Regions from separate parts of the Mus musculus genome. Here regions 1, 2, 3 and 5 are each linked to region 4. A link is a contact called in public Hi-C and promoter capture Hi-C data. All regions are on one chromosome and are shown on one strand. The core of a region is the stretch at or near the end of the contact, and the rest is flanking DNA. Distances in the headings are between cores, read along the strand shown. Region 1 holds the start of Pm20d1 (peptidase M20 domain containing 1). Region 2 holds the start of C4bp (complement component 4 binding protein). Region 3 has its middle 12 kb from the start of Cd55. Region 4 holds the start of Rassf5 (Ras association (RalGDS/AF-6) domain family member 5). Region 5 holds the start of AA986860 (expressed sequence AA986860).

What was found. Promoter capture Hi-C pulls out the DNA fragments that hold promoters and counts their contacts. Hi-C and Micro-C count contacts between places; a contact is called where the count stands out from the background.
Region 1: a contact with region 4 is called in a promoter capture Hi-C map of liver, with 2.6 times the contacts expected there. The contact joins the promoter of Pm20d1 here to the promoter of Rassf5 in region 4. A contact is called at or near these places in 3 of 39 promoter capture datasets (cranial neural crest, embryonic stem cells and liver).
Region 2: a contact with region 4 is called in a promoter capture Hi-C map of pre-B cells, with 2.7 times the contacts expected there. The contact joins the promoter of C4bp here to the promoter of Rassf5 in region 4. A contact is called at or near these places in 2 of 39 promoter capture datasets (cranial neural crest and pre-B cells) and 1 of 115 datasets of contacts at active chromatin or transcription factors (pancreatic cancer cells).
Region 3: a contact with region 4 is called in a Hi-C map of B cells, with 7 read pairs. The contact joins the enhancer-like site here to the promoter of Rassf5 in region 4. A contact is called at or near these places in 2 of 39 promoter capture datasets (the C10 cell line and pre-B cells), 1 of 484 Hi-C or Micro-C datasets (B cells) and 1 of 115 datasets of contacts at active chromatin or transcription factors (large pre-B cells).
Region 5: a promoter capture Hi-C map of 3T3-L1-derived adipocytes shows a contact between it and region 4, with 2.5 times the contacts expected there. The contact joins the promoter of AA986860 here to the promoter of Rassf5 in region 4. A contact is called at or near these places in 13 of 39 promoter capture datasets (the 3T3-L1 cell line, 3T3-L1-derived adipocytes, the C10 cell line and 7 more), 5 of 484 Hi-C or Micro-C datasets (cerebellum and embryonic stem cells), 1 of 115 datasets of contacts at active chromatin or transcription factors (large pre-B cells) and 1 of 9 other capture datasets (adipose tissue).

What each region holds. Positions count from the first base shown.
Region 1 is chr1:131,795,976-131,798,675 of GRCm38.p6, reverse strand. Pm20d1 (peptidase M20 domain containing 1) reads right to left here and starts at 1,281. Exons shown (of 13, transcript NM_178079.3): 1 at 1,090-1,281; 2 at 1-80. The coding sequence starts at 1,258.
Region 2 is chr1:130,660,185-130,663,231 of GRCm38.p6, reverse strand. It overlaps C4bp (complement component 4 binding protein), which reads left to right and starts at 1,614. Exons shown (of 10, transcript NM_007576.3): 1 at 1,614-1,784.
Region 3 is chr1:130,473,068-130,475,767 of GRCm38.p6, reverse strand. No RefSeq gene overlaps it. Among named protein-coding and RNA genes, the nearest start is that of Cd55, 12 kb to the right of the region's middle. Within about 2 kb of position 1,332, at least 80 of the 459 cell types and tissues checked have an H3K27ac peak or open chromatin away from gene starts, as enhancers often do. A contact at or near this core is called in B cells, where this site is marked.
Region 4 is chr1:131,243,474-131,246,559 of GRCm38.p6, reverse strand. It overlaps Rassf5 (Ras association (RalGDS/AF-6) domain family member 5), which reads left to right and starts at 1,382. Exons shown (of 6, transcript NM_018750.4): 1 at 1,382-1,871. The coding sequence starts at 1,430. It overlaps Gm28913 (a long non-coding RNA gene), which reads right to left and starts at 1,470. Exons shown (of 3, transcript XR_878525.3): 1 at 1,194-1,470.
Region 5 is chr1:130,730,381-130,733,240 of GRCm38.p6, reverse strand. It overlaps AA986860 (expressed sequence AA986860), which reads right to left and starts at 1,265. Exons shown (of 4, transcript NM_177604.3): 1 at 1,018-1,265.

The DNA of each region.
Region 1 (2,700 bases), core at 32-2,531, 550 kb before region 4:
GATATATTCTCCAAACTCAGCAAGGGCTGTGGTGTTGGATTCCTCGTGGCTGAAAGACACTGTGGGAATCTGGATGGCACCTGTTGGGATTCAGTGGTCAGAGACAGACGATTAAGGTTGATAGAGGTTGAGTGTTTCTGATAAAAGTCTGAAACCATAGCTGAATGTGGTGGTGCACAGCTGTAATCCCAGAACTTTGGAGGAGGGAGGGAGGGAGACAGGGAGAAGAAGATGAAGAAGATGAAGAAAAGCGGAGGAGGAGGAAGAGGCGGCGGAGGAGGAGGAGGAAAAAAAAAGAAGAAAAAGAAGTAGTAGAAGAAAGAACAAGAAGGAAAGAAAGAGAAAGAGAAGAAGAAAAATAGACAGATGATGGCAACCAACCAGCTTGCAGAGGACTATTTGCCCAATGCTCTGGGAAAACTATTCCCAGGCATCTCACTTCACTATGTGCACAATCCATCTTCCACTAAGGGTTAGCATTTGATCACTGTGTTGACTTGCATATGTTTGTGTAGGCAGTTTTTTTTTTTAATGAATCCACTACTTAATGAACAGAAAAGAGAAGTTGACAAGGCGTCCGTCCCACCAGCCTGCACAAATGCTCTTTTCTCCTGAAAGTCCAATGAGTTAGTTGCCTTGTTAAGTCCGTTTTAGGGGAGAACTACTTACATATTACATACACCCCAGGAATAATTCATTCTCTTCAGAGCCAGCGAGTCCTACTGACTCTACAATGTTATCCAGAGCTTTGTCCTTGAGGGAGTCCTGGGGAAGATCATTTAACGAAGCCAAACAGTTTTGTTTTAAGGCACCGCAGAGATTGAAAAGGTTAAAAGATTTAGAGTTGAAAGTGCTACAAATACTTTTTGGAGGCAGACAGGGGTAGGGTGGATGCCAACAGTGCTGAGAGGAGAGAAGCTGGAGCCTCTAGGCTAGGCAAGGGATTACCGACGCAAGTGCTAGACCAGTGCACAGTGTCCCGAAAGCTTGCAGAACGCTGGCTGGGCCCGCCCGCGTCCCTCAGCAGAGGGAGGTAGGCCCTCTGGGACTGAGGGACTCAGATCTGAGAACAAGGGGGCGGAGGTTCACCTTTCAGCGCCTCTTTTATAGCGACACGCTCCTCCTCGCTGAACTGGGAAGGGATCCGGGACGCCCCCCGATTTTCCCTGCTTCTAGGGCCAGTGGATCCGGAGACCGTAGCGAAAAAGAGAAGGAGCACAGCTGCCCAGGCGGGCAAGCTAGCAAGTAGCTCAGCCATGTCTCTCCCCAAAAGCCACCAGTCGGGCTAGAGTTTGGACCTAATAGCCTAAAGCATGACTCGCTGCTGACCAATCATTGATTGACCTGGACAGCAACCAACCAATCAATCGAGCGACCCGCCCTTGAGTTGCTGCCCTCTAGACAAGGGTCAGGACTAGCCTGCTCTTGTTCTGGCATTTACTACATGAGAGCAAAGGTGTGTGTGTGTGTGTGTGTGTGTGTGTGTGTGTGTGTGTTATAGCTTTAATTTCATCATAAACTGCAACAGTGTGTCTGTTGATAGGTAGTGCTTTGACAAACCAGCCCCGACGAGTTTGCTCCTGTTTTGAACCTTTTCTTAGCATGCCAAGATGTGACCTTGTGTCCTTGGGAAAATGAATAGAAATATGTAGCAGTGGTGGTGGTGGGGGAACTGGAGGTAGCCATTAGAAAGTCCCAGACACCAGGGAAGCGAGAGGTTCCCAGGACCCAATGGATATGACATTAGCCGAAATATCCAACAAAAGGGAGATAGAACCTGTAGAGAACACCTCCAGTAGATAGGCGTGGCCCCCAATTGAGGGTTGGGGCCACTCACCCATCTCAAAAATTTTAATCCAGAATTGTTCCTGTCTAAAGGAAATACAGGGACAAAAAACGGAGCAGAGACTGAAGGAAAGGCCATCCAGAGACTGCCCTACCTAGGGATCCATCCCATCTGCAGACACTAAACTGGATACTATTGCTGATGCCAAGAAGCGCTTGCTGACAGGAACCTGGTATAGCTGTCCCCTGAGAGGTTCTGCTAATGCCTGACTAATAATACAGATGCAGATACTCAAAGTCAACCATTGGACTGAGCACAGGGGTCCCAGTAGAAGAGTTAGGGGAAGGACTGAAAGAGCTGAAGGGGATCGCAACCCTATAGGAAGAACAACAGTATCAACTAACTGGACCCCACCCCCCTTAGCTCCCAGAGACTAAACCACCAACTAAAGAGCCATGGAGGGGTCCAGAGGTCCCATGTAGCAGAGGATGACCTTGTCTGGCATCAATGGGAGGGGAGACCAGGCAAGGGGAGGGGCAACATTTGAAATTTGAAAATGTAAATAAATAAGATAACCAATTAAAAAAAAAGAACTAATCCAGTGCTACAGGTCCCTTCCCCAAAGCTTTGAGGGTTAAGCCTGCCTGCCCTGGGGGTTTTCCTTTTAAAGTCCAACAAACTGTCCCCCAGTTTCTGTTAGAGTGTATTCTTTGTCCTCAAGCTTCCATTTGTGATGGTTCTCAAATTCTTTTATTAACGACACCAAGAACCCCAAGAGGGGCTCTGATTTTTCGGGTGTAATATGATGGTCCTACTAGAACTCTGAAAATAGATCTTCCTTTTAATTCTTTAATTGACAGAGAAAACGAAACACAGTACTGTCCCTCTAGACAGGTTTCATTAGTACACTTTAT
Region 2 (3,047 bases), core at 365-2,864, 580 kb after region 4:
CTAAAGGAGAAAAAGGAGTTTGAAGTTTTGGCAAGATGGCAGGAACACTTCAGGATAAGAGACAAGATGAAAAATTTAGAAAAGAAGAATCAACCCTTTAAATCAGGGTTGATCAGGACAAAAAAAATGACACGGATTAAACTAATGCACAATGTTTTCATAAAATAGAAGGCAAAATAATTTGTTGTGATTTAGATAAGTTAGTCCCCTGGGAGAGAGAACTCTGCGCTTACCGTAGTAGAAAGCAGGAAAAGGACTTGAAGATACTGATAAACGATATTTGGAAGAGTGAACTGAGGGCGGTATTTCCTCCAAATCAGCTTCCGGGACTTCATAGGATCGCTTTTACATGGACTCTTATCACATTAAATCAGTCTCTTACCTTTGTGACGTGGCTGTGCTTTCTTTACCTCTAATATCCTCCTCATTTTCCTCTCAGTAATTTCTGCTTATCAGTGAAGGTGCACCCCAAATCTTATAACTTGGTCAAACTTCACGGAGGAGCTCAATTTGTGAGGCCATTAGTGTTTATTACAGAGCATAAATTATGATGTCAAAAAAATTTTTTTTCCCTATGTTGATCCAACCCAAGGATTTTGGACATATCAGACAAGTGCTCTACCACCCAACAGCATTTCCAGCCTTTGGTTTCTGAGATAGGATCTTACTATGTAGCCCAGGTTAATCTTGAAATCATAATCCTCCTGCCTCAGCCTCCCAAGTGCTACAGTTACAAGATTATACACTACATCTGGTAAGAACTAATTTTTACTACTTAGAGTTACAATTATTTATTTATATGAGGGGCATTTGGGGCATGGCATGCTTGTGGTAGTCAGAGGACAACATATACGAATTGGTTCAATCTGGGGATAAAACTCAGGTCTTTAGGCTTCATGACATGCACATTTACCCACAGAGCCATCTCACTGGTCCAGAAGTGCTTTCCAAGAGCAATCCTTGGGGCACACAAATCTTTAAACTTATTATTAACAGACTAAGGGTCCATTTCAGGACTTGACTTTATCTGTATATTTATGTGATCGCAAACACATAAATTAGCCTCTTCATTACATTTTTCTGAATATTGACGAGTGTCAGACTGACTTCTGGAGATCCTTTGGTGCCTGGTAGTGGTAGTTGCTAATATCTGTGGAGCTCTGAGTATGTTCCAGTCAGGTCAGCACACAGCAGGAACTCAATAAACAACACACATACTGTGTCTATTGTAGCTCCTGGTGATGCCTGGAGACCAGTGAAGAGTAAGATCCTCAGATCCAACGTCCCTGAGTGGGTCTGCAGTCCTGGGAAGAGAATCATTTTAGTCAGAGTGGGTCTGAACTCCAACTCAAGGTTCCTAGGCTGGTTGGATTTTGTGATGCATAACTCTTATGATTATGAAAAGACAGAAAATTCTGGCATCAAATTCCAAGTCCCCTTCTAACTTAGGGGAAATGGTTGGCAGAGAAGAAAATAAATAATTCCAACACATGATGAAGAATGAGGGCTGGGAGAGAAGGAGATTAAATAAACACTGCTGCTCTAGTCTGTTAATCATTCACCGGGACAGAGGAGACTGTCTCCCTGTCCGTCATACTCAACTGCTTAACCAGAAACTTGTGTGGGTGGAATGCAAGGATCACTTGCGTGGGTAGACTTCAGAAGCTTTTTTGATGGAGCAAGTACTGGCCAGCTTTAGGATAATATGATCAACTCTCATCTTGGGAGAAACTAGTACAGTAGAGATCCAAGTACCACCACAGAGTCTTTCTCTGCTATTGCAGGTCAGTGGGCTACTGAGCACTTGGGTGGGGCATTGTGGGTAAAGCTGGTCATCAGGTTCTTTAGTGTGTGCTCCTCTGTGTTCTATTTATTATTTTTGAGATTACAATTTAATTACATTTTCCCATTCCTTTTCCTCTCTCCAAATCTTCCCATACAGCCCTTCTTGTTCTCTTTCAAATATAGTCTCCTTTTTTAAATTAATTGTTATCACATGCATCTATTCCTAAATACAACCTGTTCAGTCCATATAATGTTACTTTTATGTATGTTTTCAGGGCTGATAATTTGGCGCTAGGAAACCAATTGCTGTGGATCTTCCATGGGAAATACCACAGCTCTTACTACCAGCTTTCCTCAGTTGCCTATAGTTCTTTGTGTAGAATCAAAGCCTCGTGGGATTCCACTGTCTAGTTTTGTATGTTCATCAGTGTTCTTGTTTGGGTCATGTTTGGGAGGTCATGTTGGTGAGACTTTTCTGATACAGTTTCTGATGTTGCTAGGTGACACAATTTCACAGTAAATTCCTTGGACCCTTGGATCCTACAATCGTTCTGCCACCTCCTCTGTAGTTTCTTCTCAGGTGCAGGAGTGTTTCTTAGATGTAGACATCAGAACTGGGACCCATAACTCTGCATTTTGATTGGTTGTAGTTTTCTGCGGTGGCCTCTGTTACAAAGAGAAGTTGGGGTTTTTCTGTTGTTGTTTTTTGTTTTGTGTGTGTGTGTTTTCTGATGAGGGGTTCAAGACTATGTGAGTATGACGATAAATATTTATAGAATGTTGTTAGAGATTATGCTGGCTTAGTAAATTAGTAGTTGTAGATTCTCTAATAACTGGAACTTCACTAGCATTGAGTAGTTAGTTAGCTAGGTTTATAGCAACAGACATGGTTGAATGGGCCTTAAATACAATTAGAGAGTTTCTGGTTACTTTCAAACAATATGTCCCACTATTACACCCTTAGGGTTACTGTATCATGTTGGTCATTGATGCATTCATGGGCATCAGAGCTGGGTAGGACTATTGGTTGCCTTTCCCCTTTTTTTGGAAGCTTGCACAATGTCTTCTAGTAACATTTAAGTCCCCAGAGAGGGGACATTCAGATCAGTTCCATTTCAGGGATCTCTTGACCTTGTTTCTGAAGTGTATGGTGTCTTCAGCAATAGAGACTTACCTTTCACTGTTAGGGCATAACAAAGGGCAATAGCAAGAGGCTGTATGTCTTGGGAGTCTCTTGGACAGCCCAAGATAAAAACTCAAAA
Region 3 (2,700 bases), core at 83-2,582, 770 kb after region 4:
GGAATGGGAAGTTTTTGCAGAAAAATGGATGGACTTAGAATAATGATAAGCAAGGGCACCCAAACTCAGAAGAAAAAAAAAACTGGAACAAACATATACATATTCATATATGCAAACATCTGTGTGTATACATGGAATTACATTTAGGAAAGGGAATGAGAATTAGGCAAAAGAAGGGAAGGAATGCGGGCAAAAGACCCATGAGTCACAAGAGGATATACATTCATTGTCTTTCTGGTTTCAATTGTGTCTTAGTATTTTTTTTTTAATTTTTTTTAAATTCTTTTTTCCTTTTTCACATGGACAAGTGCATTAAAATGTAACTATTAGTGACACTTCAGAATGGCAATTCTAACTGCAGAGAAGTTCCTAGAGATGACAGAACTTGGGACTGGGCAAGTGTTTGCTTGAGTGGCTTCCTTAATCTAGGTGTGTTTATTGATTTTTTTTTTTTAGATCGTTATAATAAAGCGATTTTATAAAGTAAAACAATTCCTGTTTTTTTGAAAACTACCTTTGGGGAAAGGAGTAGGTGTTGTTTCCCATTGATACAAACAGACCCAGACTGGGTGTCACTGGAGAGTCGGGTCACGCTCAGTCAACCTGGGTGAGAATAACAGGAAGTGGTGGTGAGCATTAGAAGGAAATGGCTCCTAAGCCCCTCTCCGGTACCTGTTAGCTGGGGAGGATACGCCCAGTGTTGCCAAATCTTCAATATTTTAAGAGGATTCATAAGCATGTTGTTTGAATGGGAGTTTTATGGTTATAAAATCTGTGCATGAATTCAGTTATTCAGCAACATTTATTGAGTATATACTATATACAGGGCACTGATCTAGGAGTCTGGGGTTTTGCATTTAATACAAAAGACAAAAAAAAAAAAAAACCTTTCTGTGTATGAAGTTCACACTCAATTGTGGGAATACGCACAATTAACAAATTATTAAAAGCTATGAGTTGTGGTAAGCATTGAAGGAATGAATATAAAGGGAGGTACTAGACCTGTAATTGTGGGGTACATTTCTATATCAAACACAATGGCATAAAAGGGCCTTCCTTAAGTATTTAAGAAGAAGGTCTTCAGGGATGTATAGAAAGCATGGAGACATCTGTATGAAACAGTAGTCACGGACTCTGAGTGGGACTTTGATCTGTTTGGGATTCTGTTCTGTGAGCTCAAAAGCCAGGACAAGGAAACCAGTTAACACTGGGTGGGGGAGTCTGGGGAGATGAGGGCAGAAAAGAAAGGGAGAAGGAGACCATGGGGCCTGGTCAGCGACTGTGTGTGAGTTTCCTGAAAGCAAGGAAGCCAGGACACATATGCAGCTGCCAAGTAACCTGCCCTCAGGAATGTGAGAGTAAGGGGAGTGGCAGACACCTCCCCTTCTCAGTGGCTAGAAAGGAAGGAAGGAAGGCTGCTTGCATAAGATTGTGAAAGGGGAATCCTGTCTACTTTGAGCTGTAATTTGAAGGTAGAGAGGAGAGTATAATATTTGTTAAATTTCTAGGTGGATTATGAGACAAAGTGAGGTAAAAAAGATGACCCTTGGGAGCTGGACCTAAACCATCCTAAGTGGAGGATGGAATGCCATTCACTAAACGGGAAACTGGTGTAGGAAGAAATTGGACCTCTGGTTTTTTTTTTTGTTTTTTTTTTTTTCTCTCTTTCTAGCATTAAAACATCTTTTATCTCTCCTACTCAAGTTGCCAACTAAGCAACCAGGTCTTATATATTCAGGAAAGTGATGCAGACTAAATATATGATTTGAGAATTCATAGTATTTGATGTCATATGAATGTATAAGACTGGATATCATCAGAGTAACAGATGTTGGGATAAGGGGATAAAAGAAAATGAGATTTTATATCTTGTGATTCATGCAAAAAAAGTTGTCTATGAGCCCCGGCCTGGGGCCGAGAACAAAGCAGAACAGACAGGGCTGTTGTTAAGACATTCCTAAGAACAGCTTGATTGTACAAGCAGGGCTATCTTGTCTGGGTCAACACCACCTGGCCGGAACCTCCCCTCTGTCTATTGCCCCTTGACGCCAGGTAAAGTCATACATCAACTGGTTGCTATGTGAACAAAGATAAGCCCCCAGCCCACAGGAACAAAGTCCTGATGCCCTGTAATCTTTCTGTTAATGTTTGAATAAGCCAATAGTGTGTCGCTATGCTGAATTCCACACCCCTAAGCCCCTTACCCCATAAAAACCCCTAGCTTTTGAGCCTCGTGGCCGACATCCGTTATCTCCTGTGTGGGATGCATGTCGGTCCAGAGCTCCGTCATTAAACGTCCTCATGTAATTACATTAGGAGATGGTCCTTTGTGATTTTTTGGGTGCACGCTGAATCGGGAATTGTGTGGGGGTTTCTCCACTAGGTCTAACAGGGACAGATTGAGGGACAGAGAAGTCAAGCATTTTGTTTGGAATTTATGGAGACAAATAGGAGGCAATAAAATAGGCTAGAAAGGCACAGACAGTGAGCTAGACTCAGAAACACACGGTGCTGCTGAGAAGGAAGTATATTAAGGTGAAAAGTACCAGTGGGATCCTCTCTGCTGCTAGACCCAAGAAATGAGGTCACTCATGATGCAAGCATCATTAACAGCCTCCATCAGAGCAGCTGTAGTAGACGATGGGACCAGACAGGACTAACTTCAAGATGTAGAGGGAAGCAGGGCATGGTGAAAATTGT
Region 4 (3,086 bases), core at 133-2,632:
AATTTATAGACAATTCCAGGTCTGGTTTCAGAATCCCCACACATTCTATACATACATTATTGCTCCCAATACTCTAACCTGAGGGTTCTCATCCCTTTTATAAGGTAGCTTGTGTGCAGAGAGAACCTATGCATTTTAACCCCGCCTATATTAAACACCGGTACTGTGAAAGTGTATATGAATCATTGCTATCCAGTATTATTTAATAAGTAAGGAGAAAGAGTGTGTACATGTTCACTATAGACATGCCCCTCCCCCAATATTTCTACCAGTGGTTTGTTGAGACCCAAAATACAGAATTTTTGAATTTGGTGCAGTGACTCTATTCCCATAGTTGCTTGCTGGTGGCTGCCACTAAATCAATCAAACCTGTAATTTAAGGGGGGCAGGGGGAGGCGGGAATGTGAGCTAGGCCTAAGTCAGAACCGCAGAACTGGAAAGAGCAAAGGCGCCTGCAGCTACAAAACCAGCCTGTAGAGGGCCCAGGACCCTTGCTAGCCTACGACCGACCGACCGGGCACAGGTTCGAAAATCCACAGTCCCACCTGTTCTCTATCCCTTGAGACGGCACTGTGGACAGGCCCACTAGTTATTACCATTACATAATTTTCAAGACCCAGTGCAAAAAGAATAGGCCGGGTTAAGAATTAGGATTTTCAAGATGGTGGCGACATAACCTTAAGCCAGACAGGAACCTATGGCGCACCCCTTGGTGCTGGTAGGATGCGGACTTCTCCACCCTGCGCCCCTGCTCAGGTGGACCTTCCATACCAAAGGAGGTGTGTAAGGGATTGGCATTCATTTCCGCAGTGATTACTCCAGCAACTAAGGGGGGAGGGGCGTAATTCGGGAGGAAAGTTCCTGTCCACCCATGGGGCACAGAGAGGTCTCTCATGATCACCGGATCACCAAGGATCACCAGTCACTCTAATCCCAGTCTTCGGGGAGGGGCAGTCTATGTAGCAGAGGTGAGAAGGGAGAGAGCTGATGTAGCCAGCTTCCCACGGGCAGCTCGGAGAATCCGCGGGCCGCCTTACTGACAGCGGCGGGCTAGCTCCTGTCCCGGGGCCACACCAGGTTGCCAAAGCCCTGCCTTCCCACCTGCTCCCCGCCCCGCCGGTGTTAGGGCGCCCTGGGAGACGCCCAGAGGGGACGGGGCAGAGCTGAAGACAGGCGCAGGAGCCGGCGCCTACCGAGCTCGCGAAGCCTCTCGGGTGCTCGGACCTTCACCACCGCCTAGTCGCCGAGTCACTCCTAAATCCACGCGGCTCCGACCCGCAGTCACGCGTGTTGCCCTTCCGGCCTCTCGGTGGGCTCCGCCCCGCCCCGCCCCGCCCGCGGGCTGCGGGCCCTTTAAAAGCGCGCTCGACCGGAGCCGCCCCTTCTGTTGGCCAGGCTCGGTAGCTGCCGCCGCCTGCGGGCCTTGGCCATGGCTTCCCCGGCCATCGGGCAACGTCCCTACCCGCTGCTCCTAGATCCCGAGCCGCCGCGGTATCTGCAGAGTCTGGGTGGCACCGAGCCGCCACCTCCCGCCCGGCCGCGCCGCTGCATCCCCACGGCCCTGATCCCCGCGGCCGGGGCGTCAGAGGATCGCGGTGGCAGGAGGAGTGGCCGGAGGGACCCCGAACCCACGCCCCGAGACTGCCGACACGCTCGCCCTGTCCGGCCCGGTCTGCAGCCGAGACTGCGGCTGCGACCTGGGTCACACCGACCCCGCGACGTGAGGAGCATCTTCGAGCAGCCGCAGGATCCCCGCGTCTTGGCCGAGAGAGGCGAGGGGCACCGTTTCGTGGAACTGGCGCTGCGGGGCGGTCCGGGCTGGTGTGACCTGTGCGGACGAGAGGTGCTGCGGCAGGCGCTGCGCTGCGCTAGTGAGTGAGGGCGGGGAAGGTGCGCGAGGTGAAGGGCTCTGAGCCCGGGAGAGGAGGCCATTGCCTTTTGTGGCCAGTCCGAACTTTTAGGCAGGTTACCTTTGGAGACAGCTGCTGTCACTGCCTGGCATCCTTTAATGGCTGCCCACTGACCAGAGGTAGTTGTATGTGTACAGTTACGTATCCTCAGACGGGTTTGAGCCTTCTCCCCCGTGCGCGTAAACAAGCTTGTTTGTAGGTTGGGACTGATGGCTCTCCACAAGGTCATTGTGTCTTACGCACACCCTCTTCTTCCTTTAGTTGTGAGTTTTAAAAATGAGGTAGTGATATTGACAACGAAGTGAGTATTTGACACTTATTAGGGTTAATGGGGAGATGACTCGGTGGTCACCTCAGGTTCTCTCAGGCTCTTCCTCCTAGGGAGCTGTTGGCATGGGAAGCCTGGTTAGGCTTTGAATGGAAGCAGGCTGTGAGGCTGAAAGATGCCAAGGTCACCTGCACCTGAGGCCTCCTCAGCCCTCCACACCTGGCTCAACGCTCTATACTCTGCTCCAGTGTGTGACTGTGCCTCGTGGCCTCCTCTTCCTCCTCCTGTCCCCCTGCACCCGCCTTCCAGCCCTAAAATCACTAAGCTCCCCGCCAGTTCCTTCCTTCCACAAGGCATCCCCACTGGCCTGCTGGCTTCTCCCAATCTTACTGTAACACTGGGCACCAGTATAGAGAGTTTCTGAGCAAGTCTGCGCTCTTTTTAGGGCTTATCATTACCTCTCGCCAATGGTGAGTCTGTATCCCTGTATAAGTCTCCTCCCCACCAACCCAGGGATCTGCTGTTGCCAGAGGATACTCATACCCGTGTGTTTACGTAGCTCCTTTGAACATATGAAGCACGCAGTGCAATGACAGCTTCCGGCAATCATCTGTGGACATGGATTACAGTCACATCTTTTGGTAAAGGGCCATCCTCTGTTGCCTCCTTCAGACTGCAACACTGGACAGCAGCAGCTAGCACTACTACCCTCACTCTAGCCCATAACAGCTCCCCCTCAGCCGCTCCAGAATATGTGAAAGGAAAAAGGGGGACTATTCTTCCTACCATGAGCATCCCCCATACAGGTGCCTGTTAAGGAGAAGGCTGGGCATGTAGAGTCCTGTGCACGGGCTGCTGTTCCTTGTAAATGCTGCTGACCTGCAGACGAATCCAGTGCAACTTACCTC
Region 5 (2,860 bases), core at 16-2,515, 510 kb after region 4:
CCAAGCCTCTACTCCTATGGACTCTGCCGCATCACTCTGACCTGAGCCCCAGTTGGAAGTCTGGCTAGGTTTGGTATGTTGAGATGAAATAAAATGTGGGTGAGGCCCAGCATGGCCAAGTAACTTTTTTTTTTTTTTTGGTCTACATCGATCAACAGGTAAAATCAGAGATTTAACTAGCTAGTAGACCCTGAGTAAATTTGATCGGAGTTAGAATATTTGTGGGTTTTCCAAAGATAAAATGCTAGCTGGAGTTGGAGTTTCCTCCATATTTCCAAGCCTCAATTCTCCTTGCAAATAATCTAGCTCGGTTCAGACTTTACATATCTGCACAGAGTGCGCCATTATCAACTAACACACACACTGCACCCCTTATTTAAATAAAGATAGACACTGAGCCATGGAGAATTTCCTTTTACAAATGGAATGGAAAACTAAGGTACCTGGCTCACTCACATGACCCTCCCCTCCATTTGACTCCCTGTGCTCCAATTATCCAGTCACTCCATCCCTTTCAAAATCACTACTTCATCTTAGTGCTCTAGAGATGGAAATTTCCAAATTCTAGGAAAAGGTGGATTTTGTTGTTGGTTTTTTTTTTTTTTTTTTTTTTTTTTTTGAGTCAGGTCTTTCCAGGTAGGATAGGCTAGCCTGGAACTTGCTGTATTTCCCAGCAGCCTGGCTTCAAACTTTCCATCCTCCATCTTCAGAGTACTATGATTATGGGTGGATACCACCATGCCTGGGTCTGGCTTCTGTTTGTTCAATATGATTATGTAAGTTAAATAAAGAAACGGAAGAGATGTCCCCCGGTCCTCCATAAAAATATTCCAATTCTGGAAAATCTCAGGCTAACGGAGAGATTTGATCAACAGAGATTGAAAACCCCAGGTCCGGTGTAAAGGGTCAGACACTCTTACAGCACTCCCCAGCACAGCCCTATATATAGCTTTGCCTTCCCTTAAAAGCTTTTCCCTTGCTGCAGAATAAGCAATAGTTGGTTAGTGATTGACTCACCTTCTCTGGGTTGGGGTCTGAAGACAAGAACGTAATGCCCTTCTATTCCAGAGGGCAGAGATGGAGACCGCTTGCCTCTCAGGCCGTGTCTCCTACTGGTTTCTTCCTTTGACCTCCTCCTGACTTACCTAGACAGGTAAAAGCTTCACCCGCGCTGCATGGACACACCCTGCTACTGACTCTAAGCCAATCCTAGCTTCCCTCCCTACTCCTCATTCCAGCTGTTCAGTCAGGGAGGACTCAGGAGGGGAATCAGCCAGGAGGTGCTTCTCTGTCTTGGTCAATCACCTCCTGCCCCCGCCTCCCCACCCCACCCCCTCTTTACTTAGAGAGCCAATGAACTGCTACAAAGAAAGGGTAGGCGTGGTAGAAGGCTGGAGCTGGTTTGAGCTGAGTGGAAGGAGAGTAAAGAGAGTTTGGCAGGGTGGAGGCAGATCAATGGGACTCGACTTTCCGTCTTGAAAGGAACGCATCAGTCTGCTGCGCTCTATGGGCCCACTGAGAACCGGATTTGTTGTTTAGACAAGCCTTCCTCCACTTGAAGCTGAAAGTATTCTCCAGACTGCCTGCCATTCTGGTGCCTAATTTTGTAACCAGCTTTTCTAACTGCTCAGTCATTGACAGTTTCATATCCAGAAGAGGTTTCAAGGGTCTCAAGGTTAGGGATGTAGCTGAGTCACCCAGTCCCCAGAGCTTGCTGACAACTGTCCTGGCTTTTTTGTTTCTGGGGAAATAAAACTAATCTCTCTCTCTCTCTCTCTCTCTCTCTCTCTCTCTCTCTCTCTCCTATAGGAGGTATTTTCCGGATTTAAAAAAAAAAAAAAAAGCTTGATCAGCCAAAAAGGAGATATAGCACTTGAACTCTGTCATTTGGGTCTCTGGTCCCTTTTGGCTGCTTCGAGAAGGTGGCAATAGATATTAAACAAAAATAAAGTCAGCTGCCAACCAGTCTAGCAAGTACTTCTTTTGAGGGGAAATGTCTGGCATGCTTATGGAAAAGAGTAGGTCAGGGAGCCTCCTGCTTCCTGGAAGAAATCACCTCCAGGTACAGAGGCCACTTGCCAGACAGCAGTTCTGCTATTTCCCTGAATATAGGCTGAATATAGGCCATCCCCAGTAACCTTCAACTTTTAAAGGTGTATCACTTGCCAGCAGCAAAAAGAAAAGAAAAATTAGAAAAACCAAACCAAAATACCTCATGCACGAACCACTCAGTTTAAGCCCCTGCTGTATGCTGGCTATTACCTTAAGCATTTCTATGTCTTATTTAACTTTTGCTCCAACTTAGAAGCATTGCCCAATTCTTACAGCCCACACCTCACCAGGAGGTTAAATGACATGCCTGATATTTCCCAAGTAGTAGTAGAGCAGATATTTTAATCCAGATTGTCCACTCCCAGCTTGCTTCACAGTTACTGTTCCCGATTCTGTGACTGGATGCTCTGGTGAAAGCAATGTAAAGGAGGAAGGACTTGTTTGGGTTTCAGTTCAATGGCACACCGTGCTGGGAGGTCCTGGTGGTAGATGCTCCGGCCAGCTGGTCACACTGTATGCCTAGTCAAGAAGCAGAGATGGCCAGTGGCCGACTTACTTCCTCCTTTTTACTCGGTCATCCAGGGTCCCATCCACGGAATCGTCCTGCTGGAATTTAGTATTTGTGTGCGTGGGTGGGGGGCTCAACTCAATTAACCTAGTCCACAGGCATGCCCAGAAACGTGTTTTCTAGATCCTGATGCAAGAAGCAAGACCACCATTCTGTAGTAACAATTTCATGAATAGAGAAATGTAAGTTTTAAGTACACTAATGTAGAGACACCAAGAATAGCTGGCATGGAATTTTGGC